Regions from separate parts of the Capsicum annuum genome. Here region 2 is linked to region 1. Evidence: chromatin contacts called from public Hi-C data. All regions are on one chromosome and are shown on one strand. The core of a region is the stretch at or near the end of the contact, and the rest is flanking DNA. Distances in the headings are between cores, read along the strand shown. Region 1 holds the start of LOC107842316 (60S ribosomal protein L11-1). Region 2 holds the start of LOC107841246.

Region 1 (6,068 bases), core at 2,998-5,497:
TCTCCTAAAGAAAACCACCTTGAAAGGTTAACTTTGCTTCTGATCTCTTGCTGTCCTTTGACAATTGATCCAGCCTTTTGCAATATATGATTGAGGTCGATATTTAGGTAAATTTTTAACAAAAAATGATTTTTTCAAAAAAGACCGACAAGCAATAATGAAAAATTTGAGTCATATAGCTAACAACAAGGTTATAAATGATACACTTTTTAACAAAGAATAAAGTTACTCTATATCAAATACATCAGGAGTATATATTAACATTTATGTTATAAAATAATAAAGAACATTTAGAGTAGAGAGAATAGAGAGAGTGATTCTTATTTCTTCTCTTGAGAGAGATCATAAGATTGTCAATACAATGAACAAAACCCCTCTATTTATAGGGGAAATCTACTCCTAGTCTGAGTAAAAAACGGATGCTTCAAATCCTAATAGATATCAAAGTAGATCTTGATAGGCATTCACTATAATGTAAATACATTTATAACACCCCTCTTGAATGTCTAGATAGATAATGAGACTCGTTAAAACCTTACTAGAAAAAATTCAGTGGAAAAAAAATCTAATGAAGGAAAAAGAGTACACATCTCTAACAATATGCATATAGGTTGCCTCATTAAAAACCTTACAAGGAAAATCCGGTGGGATAAAACCTTGAAAGGGAAAAAGAGTACATCGCGTATTTGCTCCCCTAATGAGAACATCCTTGAACTTTTACATCCCGATCTTGTGCAACATCTTCTTGAAAGTTGCAATTGGAGAAGATTTGGTGAATAAGTCAGTCATACTGTTAGTTGAACGAATCTGTTGCACGTTAATATCATCATTCTTTTGTAACTCATGTACGTAGAAAAGTTTTGGCAAAATGTGCTTCGTTCTATCTCCATTTAGGAATCCTCCCTTAAGATGTGTTATGTATGCTGAATTATCTCTGTATAAAATTGTGGGTAGATTGTCATATTTCACACCACATTTTTCTCGAATGAGATGTATCATGGACCTCAACCATACACATTCTCGGCTTGCTTCATGAATAGCTATTATCTCAGCATGATTCAATGAAGTGACTACGATAGACTGCTTTGTATATCTTCAAGATATGGCAGTACCACCACATATGAACACATAACCTATTTGAGACTGAGATTTATGCGGCTCAGATAAGTACCCAACATCAGCATGACCAATAAGATCGAAACTGCAATCTTTAGAATAAAACAAGCTCATGTGTTTTATCTCATTTTGATGTCTTATAGTAGAAGCAGAAATATACCTTGCTAACAAATTGACTGAAAAGACTATAGGCCTTGTAGTATTTGCAAGGTACATGAGTGAATTAATTGCACTAAGATATGATACTTCATAACCAATCCAATTCGATATATTTTGAATTTCAGCAAATAATCTATTGCTTTGAAAACTCTCTCTAAGAGTTCCAATGATGTTCAAGCAATAAGCTTATACAATATGAGGATTATAAATAAGTTTCCCAGAAACTTTTATATGCTTCAAACAGTTTGAATCCTTAAAAGTTTTCACATAAGTTTTGTCAAGTGACAATATTCAACATTTCATGAGTGACATCTTCAAGTGTTTGGACTGCAAATCAAATAAGTTTTACGCTTACCAAAATGCATCATTTCATGTCACTTGATAAATGTTTCTACGTCAGCATGCTTAAATAAACGTAGAATTAAGATCCTCGTAATCTTTCACAATATTGCACCAATATTGTGTCAAAGATATTGATGATATATTATTTCGTATCGGTTCACAATGCGACATAACATTTTGAGATCTCACCACTTCATTATTTTTAGGTACATAAACCTCTCATAAGGTTTCATGAAGTGTTATGTCATAGGCTCTTCAAGCGCATATTACCTTCTTATTATGGTTATTTGCTTCTTATTTTATACAAATACTATTTCATTTGAAACTGATTGGTCTATCACGCTCTACGCATGCATAGACTTTGTCCTTTAGAGACATAAAATAGGAGCACTTACAGCTTAAATATGAGATGCGTTCGACATTTGACTTGAATTATCTTTTGAATGAGGATCTGATCATAATTCCTAACATACTTCGTAGTTGCTTATAATCTCCCCCTTATGTTAGGAAAGCTAATATACATCCTCCATCTTCTTTGATGGATCCATCTTTGTGCATCATGATACATTCATTAATTGTATACCGCACATCAAAACTATTAGATGGAATAGTTGGTTCATGACCTTGAACCAATTGAAGGGAAAAAATAATCATAATTTATTGGTCTAATGCATACAAGTGTTATTGTATGCAACATATCATATTTCAGATCAACACATGAAGCTTTGTTCTCATTAGCGATGGTTTAGCTATTTATCGAAGGCATTCAACGTCAAACCATCATCATCAAGAAAACTTTATTGATTGCACAATCTGAAAATTATGTTCTTAACTCAATTTTGTTGAGCAAGCAACTTTATGAATATCAAACTACAGGTTGACAATGAATGTACATGTGATCATCTTAATGCATCTTTTCAACATATCACATGATAGGTGAATGAACCCCTATTCACCTTTTATTCTTTTCAGATTTTGAGGGATCCAATCCCAAAATTAGTTGGTCTAACCAACTTACCATGAGAACAAGCAACATTAAAGTTCATGAAGAATTTTCTAATTCTTCAATATATGTTCAATACTCAATATGCACATCTTCAGGATATCACAATCGTTCATGTCAACTTATGAACTTTTAATTTAGTAAACTCCAAGTTTACCATGATATGTGTTTTTGCTTTAGTAAATTTCAGATTTACTATTATATGAATAATTTTCAGATTTACTATTTCAGAAGTAGATTTCAAAATTATTCAACCTCTTTCGGAGGTGAGTTGTGATACAATCACAATCAAGTGCACGTTTGCATTAATAAGTTTCTCATTCCCCAAGAATATAATCGTGCCTTAAGCCTATCAAATTATGATAGCTTATAACCTCTTTCAAGATTTTGCTACCTCAGAAGCAAATCGAGGCATACGTATGATGTAGAAAATTCTTCTCTAGTATATCTTATAATCATATAAGCGTGTGAAAACATCGTTACTTTTGATGATCATTATCATATTGTCCCTCCACGCGTATATTCGTGCATTTAATCACTTTTCTTCGTTTAGACATATCATACACTGCTACTAAATACACCTCAAGAATGAAGTAAGTTGTTATATTTTAGACTTATCATACATTGCTACCACATTCACTTCATGGAATGAAGCATATTTAATGGGTCGAATTTCATGACTTTTCATTAAACACCCATTATTTTGCCTTAGCCATCATAATATCATCAATATGGTGTATTGAGATTCAAACTCAACATCTTATTCATATAAAAACGTCTTATGCATGAATCGATGGGACTTGAACCCAACATATTATCATCCTTTTTGATAAAATTATTTTTGGGGAATAAGTTTAAAATATAAATGGTTTCAAACCAATTATTTTTCCTCAAATTCAATAATAATTATATTAATAGTAGCAAAAGAAAGATAACATAAAGAATTACTGACCTTGAAATCCTTCAGATTTATAATCTCAACTTATTTGGCAGAGTCTCGTGCTGATAACGTGTTATAAAATAATAAAGAATAAGAAGAAGAGTAGAGAGAATAGAGAGAAGTGATTCTTATTTATTTTCTTGAGAGAGATCATAAGATTGTCAATACAATGAACAAAACCCCTCTATTTATAGAAAAAATTTACTCATAGTCTGAGTAAAAGACGGATGTTTCAAATCCTAATAGATATCAAAGTAGATCTTGATAGATATTCACTATGATGTAAATACATTTTTAATAATTTTTTTTTGTTTGAGCATGAAAAACGTAATTTTTTAGAGTTGAAAATAGAGTTGGAATTAAAATTGGAGTTGGAGTTGTGTTTGATTATGAATATAAATTAAAGTTATTTTTAAAATTTTGTGAGAGAAGTAGGAGTGAAAAAAGTGAAAATAAGTTTTTCTTGTTTTCACTTTTTCAAAATATAATTTCAAATTATATTTAAAAATTTCATGGTCAAACAATATAATTTTTATTTTTTTACTAAAATAAAATAATTTTATGAAAAACAAATAAAAAAGTACTCATGGTCAAACGGTTAATATTTTTCTTTTTTTTAATTTTTTGGTAAGGTCAAACGGCTAGTTAATAGTATTACAAATATCACATTTTAGGCAAACTTAAGTGTGATATCATTTCTATAAGACCCCCAAATTTCAAAAGAAGAAGAAAAGGTTCATGTAATAAGGCATAGTGTATAACATAAATGCAATCAAAAGTAGTCATAAACTTAATCTCATTCCGAAAATACCCCCAGGTTCAACACATATATATATATACTTGGATCGAACTAGGGTTTCTCTCACTCTTTCTCTGTTTACCCCCTTCCCCTGCAGCTGCAACAAAGCGCCATGGTAACTATTTCCTTTCCATTTTCCATGAATATTATTGCTTTTTAACATTTGTGTATTTTGTCTCTAATGTACTTTTTAGTTTTGATAACCGTGGTGTTCCATTCAGTTTACAAGTACCTCAACTAATTATCCCTGCTACCCTTTGTAATGTAATGTACGTTTGCTATTGGATTTTCTTTACAGGCTTCAGAGAATAAATTGAACAATCCAATGAGGGATATCAAAGTCCAGAAACTTGTTCTCAACATTTCCGTTGGTGAAAGTGGAGATCGTCTCACCAGAGCTGCTAAGGTGACTTATAATTTTGTCTTTAAAATACGGATTGTTTTACTAATATTAGAATGGAATGGACCTGGATACAGTTGAATGTACATGTTTATATACATTATTTGGATTAGTTTGGGATCGAGGCTTTTAACAATTTTTCGGAAAAAAAAAAATAACAATACCCAGTATAGTCCCACAAAGTGGAGTCTTGGGAGGATAGAATGTGCCCGTACTTTAACCCGTGTACAGAGGCGGATCCAGGATCCGAACTTTCCGGGTGCCAAGTAAACTTAACAATGGATGCGGAGAGAGGTGGCCGGTGAGGCTGAGGCCGTGACCTTTGTCGGTGATGCCAAAAACTCCGGCGGTAGCAGCAACAAAGACCAAAAAGCAGAGAGCTATGATGATTTGGGAATTGGGATTTGAGAGTAATGATTTTTTTTTCTTATTTGAGGAGAGAGAATAAAATTATGCACTTTTTAATACAAATATTAACTATTAATATTTGAAAAATAAAAGAAAAATTCAATATAATTACTATTAATACACATATAAAAAAGAAGTTGCCAACTAGTAGTAGTTATTTGTGGCTTCACTTCAGCCTAAAATTAAGGGAAAAAGTAAGGTTGCCAGCAAAGGTCGAACCCACAACCTAGGGGGAGCTAATGTGACACTTTGTCACTCGAACCAAATGGCACTTCAATCTTGTGGGTGGCATGTTAATTATTTGACTATATCCATTTATATATAGAGAGAGAGTTTCCATCGAAATTTACGGGTGGCGTGGCACCCTCAACTCTCTTAATAGATCCGCCCCTGCCCGTGTACCTTAGAGGTAGAGAGACTGTTTCCAATAAAAAATATTTTACTTGTATTATAATGAAATGAACGTCAATAGAGTTGAATGATAAACATGTTTTATACAATGGATTTGAATTAGTTTAGGATTGCGGTAAAACTTTTTTGTGAAAATTACAAATGATTTTAATAGTGAAACATGTAACATAACCATTATAGTCCCATAAAATGGAGTCTGGAGAGTATGGAGTGTCTGCAGACTTTGATTCCCTTACCTTAGGTAGAGAGTGTTTCCAATACGAATTATTTTACTAATATTAGAATTAAATGAACCTTTATTTATGTTTTATGTAAAGGATTTGGATTGGTTTTGGTCGAGGCTTTTATTTTACTAGTATTAGAATGAAATGGACCTTCCCGTAGAGGTAGAGTGTTTGCGATATAAATTATTTTACTAGTATTAGAATGAAATGGACCTGAATAGAGCTGGACGGATATACATGTTTTGTATAAAGTATTTGGATTAGTT
Region 2 (5,687 bases), core at 1,654-4,153, 140 kb before region 1:
ACTCAAAGGATTTTGATCAATCCAACCATCTTTCCAAAACTTGAACTTGTTGCCATTTCCCACTTTGAGAATCACATTTTCTTCCATGCAACTCCACAAATTTCTAATAGTTCTCCAAACTCCCCATCTATATGGTAATGTGACCGCCTCTGTGCACCAGGGGTTCAACTCACTATATTTTGCTACTATCACCTCCTTCCAAAGGGTTCCCTCTTCACTGATGCACCTCTACAGCCACTTCATTAGAAGAATTTTATTTTGAATACTTAGGTTTCTGATGCCCAAGCCTCCTCTATCTTTGCTCAACATGACACTATTCCATTTCACTAAGTGATAACCCTTCCTTTCTTTGCCTCCTTCCCAGAGAAAGTTCCTTCGAAGTCTATCTAGTTTTTTGACCATTTTTGAAGGAATAAGGAATAAGGACATCACATAAGTAGGGAGGAGTCCAAGACAGAATTAATCAAAACCATTCTTCCCCCCAGAGAGAGATATTGTGATTTCCACCTAGTCAGTTTCTTTTTTGCTTTCTCCGGGATCCCATCCTATATCTCCAATGCTTTGTGTTTGCTTCCTAAGGGAATACCCAAATACGTGGTTAGCAATCCCTCAATTTTGCATCCCAGGACCTTAGCCAATTCATGAATCTGAGGTACATCTTTGACAGGAATCAAACTACTTTTTCCCCAATTTACCCTTAGACTTGATACTGCTTCAAAAAGGATCAAGATCAGCCTGATATAATTCAATTGCTCCGTCTCTGGCTCACACATGATAATGGTATCATCTGCATACAGTAAGTGACTGGTCTCTTTTCTCGCTCCTAGCGTGTCCCTTGTAAGAAAGCCTCTAATCCATCTCTGTCGTGTAGCTATTCTCATCATGCTATCAAATCCTTCCATTGCCAAAATAAAGAGAAAGGGGGATAGAGGATCCCCTTGTCTCAATCCTCTTTCCGATGGAAAGAATCCAACTAGTTCACTATTAACTAAAACTGAAAATCTCACCGTCTTTATACAAACTTATATCCATTTCAACTATTTGCTACCAAAACCCATTTGTTTCGAGATGTTGAGAATGAAAAACCAATTTGCATGGTCATAAGCTTTCTGGATGTCCAATTTGCATAGTAGCCCTGGATCTCCACTTTTCATCCTTAAATCTATACATTCACTGGCTATGAGTGCAGCATCCATGATTTGTCTTCCTTTTATAAAGGTCATTTGATTTTTATTAACCAGCTTGCTCACCACCTTCTTAAGCCTTTCTGCCAGCAACTTAGCTATGATCTTGTACACCACTCCTATTAGGCTGATTAGTCTGTAATCCGTCAACTCCGAAGCTCCCATCTTTTTAGGGATTAGAGCTATGAAAGTTGCATTGAAATTCTTTTCAAAAGTCTTGATTGTAGTAGAAATCAGACAGAGTGTTGATTATATCTTCCTTCAGTATCTCCCAAAAAGTCTGAAAGGTCAGGTGCCTTCTCCATTGCACACATTCTAATCCCTTCTTAAATTTCTTCCTCTTCAAAAGGTCTTTGCAACCAAGTCCATTCCTCCTTAGAAATTGTAGTAACATCCGGTATGTTAAGATCAGGTCTCCATTGTTCAGACTCTTTGAATAGATTCATGTAGAAATCATGCATTGCCTCCTTGATTATAACTGGATCTTTTACCATGACTCCTTCCAATTGAAGTTGTTCCATAGAATTGAACCTCTTGTATGAAGTTGCAATTCTACGAAAGAACTTTGTGTTCTTATCACCACTTTTCAACCATTGTATCCTTGACCTTTGCTTCCAAGCTATCTCCTCATTTTTTACTATCTCTTCAAACTCCATCGCCAAATTGGTCTTTTGTAGAACTTCATCATCAGTGAGGATTCTGCATTCCTGGATGTTTTCCAGGTTTGTAATCTGGTTCAAAATGTCCTCTTTTCTTTGCTTCCAGTTACCTTTGTTGTCCCTACTCCACTTTTTCAATTCAGCCTTTAGTAACTTCAACTTTTCAGCTAGTATGAAGCCTGCTCTTCCTTCAACATTGAAGGAGTTCCACCAGTCTTTTACTTTGTCTTTGAATCCTTCCACTTCCAGCCACCATGTTTCAAATTTAAAGTAGGTTTTCTTCCACTCCCAGTCCCCACATGTCAAGGCAATGGGGTTGTGATAGAAAGTTAGTCTTGGTAGCACATTTTGCCTGATCTGTAAAAAAACTTTCCCCCCATTGTGTACAATGTAGGAATCTATCGATCCTTTAGGCAGTTTTGTTTTTCTCTCCTCCCCTCCAGGTATATGATCCTCCAAATAAAGGGGGATCAACCAGCTCCTGTTCCTCGATACATGAAGAAAACTCTGTCATAGCACCATTCAGTCTCGTACAATTTGTTCTTTCAGAGGGGAATCTGGTAACATTAAAGTCACCGCACACTATCCATGGCCCACTATATCTACTTCTGATAGTTACCAACTCCTCCCACAACGTCTTCCTGATTCTTCTATTGCAATTTGCATAGACTGCTGCAGTGATGGAAAAGCTAAAATCATCATTTACCCCAGTGAATTTCCCAGTAACACTTTGAACACCAATCTCCATCATTTCTCCTATCCACACCCTTTTATCCCATAGAACTAAGATTCCGCCACTGCTCCCTACAGCCATTTTATGAAATTCACCCACCCATCTATTACTCCATATACTCCGTAGCATACCATCTACAAGACCTTCTAGCTTTATTTCAACTAGAACATAAATATCCGCATCCCATTGACGTAGTAATTTCCTGACCATGTCCCTTTTTTCAACCCCATTTAACCCCCTCACATTCCATGATACTAGCTTGACCATGTCCCTTTTTTCAACCCCATTTAACCCCCTCACATTCCATGATACTAGCTTTACTTTCATTGATTTGTTAAAGCTAGCATTCTCCCACTAGATCTTGGTTCCCCATCTTTGAAGTTCATGTCAAAAAACAGATTCCTCACCTCTTTTGGAACTATATTTTTAGAGCTCGAGTCCTGTAAACTCTCCCCTTGTCCTTTCTCCTAGTTCCTCCTTTGATCCATCTTGTTTAACATCGTATAGGCTTCATTTTCACTCTTTAAAATCTACTCCAAACAGTTGTCCAAGTTTGATCATATTTGTTTGAACCTAATTTGTAGCAAGATCCTCCTCTTGTGCACTGTTGATAACCTATAAAGGTTCCGATTCTGCATACATTACCAGAAGAGATTCCGAAAAATCCACCACCTCCTCTTCAATTCTTTGTCCTTCATTGTTCTTCATTGATGATTCCCCTTTTTTGTGAACATGTATGTCTAATTGCTTTTGATTCAGATGCATGTTCTTCTCTTTTTTCCTTCTCCCTGCTGCTTCTATATTGAGTTTGTCCCCCCCTTTGAAATAAACAAAATACACACTCTTGCATGCCTCTGTATTTGTTCTATTAATGAACTCCGTAAAAGGCTCTGTAAAGGGCTGCTTCTTTTGTTTTGGGCCTGAATCAATTGGGCTTGAATTGCCTTTCAAATTAAATGAAGAGTGTTTTCTTGGCCCACCACAAAAACCCTGATTTTGAATTTCTTTCTCTCTGCTCATCTCTCTTTCCAGCTGTCCACAACTAGGTCCTCCTACACACAACTCCCTCTCTCCTAAGTAGGACCCCACAGAAAGCATATGCCCCTGGTCAATCCACCTTTCCCTTTTTTTGTTTATCTCGTATTTCGATATACTCTCTTCTGTAAACTCCATTCCTCTGTTCTGAAAAGCCTCCATAGGCATAGCTGTGCTAGGATTTGACTTCTTTTCTTTTAACCTGTCATCGTCGTTCCTCTTCTCCGGTGATCTTTTTCGATAAGTTGCTGGTTCCTCACACTATATCGGCAGAGAAAAGGTCAGATTTTCATCATCGACTTCAATGGAGGACAGGATTTTTTCCCTCGGTCCTTTTACTCTGATTCTGGCCCATCTCAAGTGGTTTCTGAGCTCAGTCTCTTCTTTATTCTCCAGCCACCCTCCACATTCATCACCAATCTTTTTCATAGTATCAGAATTCCATAGTTGCAGAGAAAGACCCAAAACCCTGATCCAGTACCAATCAAATCTCGTAGTGTTTAGAAAGCCTATTTTTGTTGGATTCCACCAATCTAGCTCAAGGTTCTGGTTGTGCATCTTCCATTCTCCCATCAGAATGTGTTCAGCTGCTCAACTTGTTTGGAACTCGAACAAAAAATTGAATTCATCCATGTCATAGACCTGAATGTTTGGGACTCCTTTCCAAGTCTGAGTTGCCCACCTTCTAACGTCATTGCGAGTTGGAGCTTTTTCTCCACCGGTGAATCTACCAACCAGGCATCTCCGAAGCAGAGTTTTTCTCCTGTGGTTGAGATATTTTCCTGCCTTCATGGGATCCTCTCCACCTGCAACCTTCTTCTGGTCCCATCTATTTTTTGTAATAGCTCCTTTAAAGTTTACCCGCCCCGTAATGATGTTCCATCGTTTCTGTAATAAATTTGCCCTGTGTAATTGACACTCTGTTCATGAGATCATCAATTTTGTCATGAAAAATAAAGAGGCATAAGTGTTAGATCCTAATTTAAGAGCATTATACTTCTAATTGATTGGATTGAAAGAGTTGAACTGATTTTGCACCATGGCAAGAAAAACTTTGATAAGAGGGAAAGATTACAAGGCAAAGTACAAATAGCTTTCATTTTCACAAATGACATGTGTTCCATAAAATGTCAATTTTATTCAAATCAATGGAATTTTTACAATGGGAATGGGAAGTACTGGGAATTACAAAAGGGGGAGTACCATGATCAATAGGAGAAGTATTAGAAGTGAAACTATTACTGACATGAGTAGTGAAAGTAGTAAGAGATGGTGCAGACGTGTCTACATGGGATATGTAAAGAACATGATATAATGTAAAAGATGGAAAATTTATAAATCCCGTATAAGTCACTTTGACTTTGTAACCATTTGGAAAGGTATTACAAGGGGATTAAATAGATCTATTATATTTTTATTTGTGCGTGGATATTTCTTAACTTCTCTAAATATTTTTATTTTTAGTTTATTGCTCATATCTTGGGGGTGATTAACTGGTATTTGATTAAATGCTTTATTGTAGTATTCTTTATTTTTTTCTCTTAATCTTTGTAATTCTTCTATATTATTTTTGAGGTATTCTAAATATTCTATATCTTTTGTTCTAAAATATTCGATTAAATTCTTATTCATAAGCATTTCTTCTAATCTTATTTCTTTCATATCTTGTCTCCAATATTTTAAATACTCATTAGTTTATCATTTTATTCTAAAGTAGTTGCTTGTTTACTAGTTTCTGTGTAATATTCTATTTGTACTATAATTTATAACTGAATTAAGGTTATTAATACTAATTATCTCCCTTTCTTCTTTCTCTTAATGAGTTTTTTATGTTATATAAACTTTTATCTGTACTTTTTTCTAAATTTTCTAAGGATTCTTTTATCTATATTAATTTTTCGTTTAGATTTTCTATTATTTCTTTAAGTTGGTTTCTATAATTAATTTCTTCATATAGGTCACTTTGGTTTTCTCTAACTTTTCTAATATCTTCTAACATTTTAGTCTGAATAATATCCATCTGGGTAATTATCTAGGTATAGTTGTTCTATCTAATTTATAATTTTAATTTCATAA

What was found. A called contact is a pair of places that touch in the nucleus more often than the background predicts.
Region 2: a Hi-C map of leaf shows a contact between it and region 1, with 2.0 times the contacts expected there. The contact joins the promoter of LOC107841246 here to the promoter of LOC107842316 in region 1. A contact is called at or near these places in 3 of 5 Hi-C or Micro-C datasets (leaf and placenta).

The regions. Positions count from the first base shown.
Region 1 is chr9:193,472,180-193,478,247 of UCD10Xv1.1, reverse strand. LOC107842316 (60S ribosomal protein L11-1) reads left to right here and starts at 4,247. Exons shown (of 5, transcript XM_016686082.2): 1 at 4,247-4,474; 2 at 4,658-4,765. The coding sequence starts at 4,472.
Region 2 is chr9:193,607,305-193,612,991 of UCD10Xv1.1, reverse strand. LOC107841246 reads right to left here and starts at 2,903. Exons shown (of 2, transcript XM_016685218.2): 1 at 2,319-2,903; 2 at 1,511-2,200. The coding sequence starts at 2,903. The coding sequence ends at 1,511.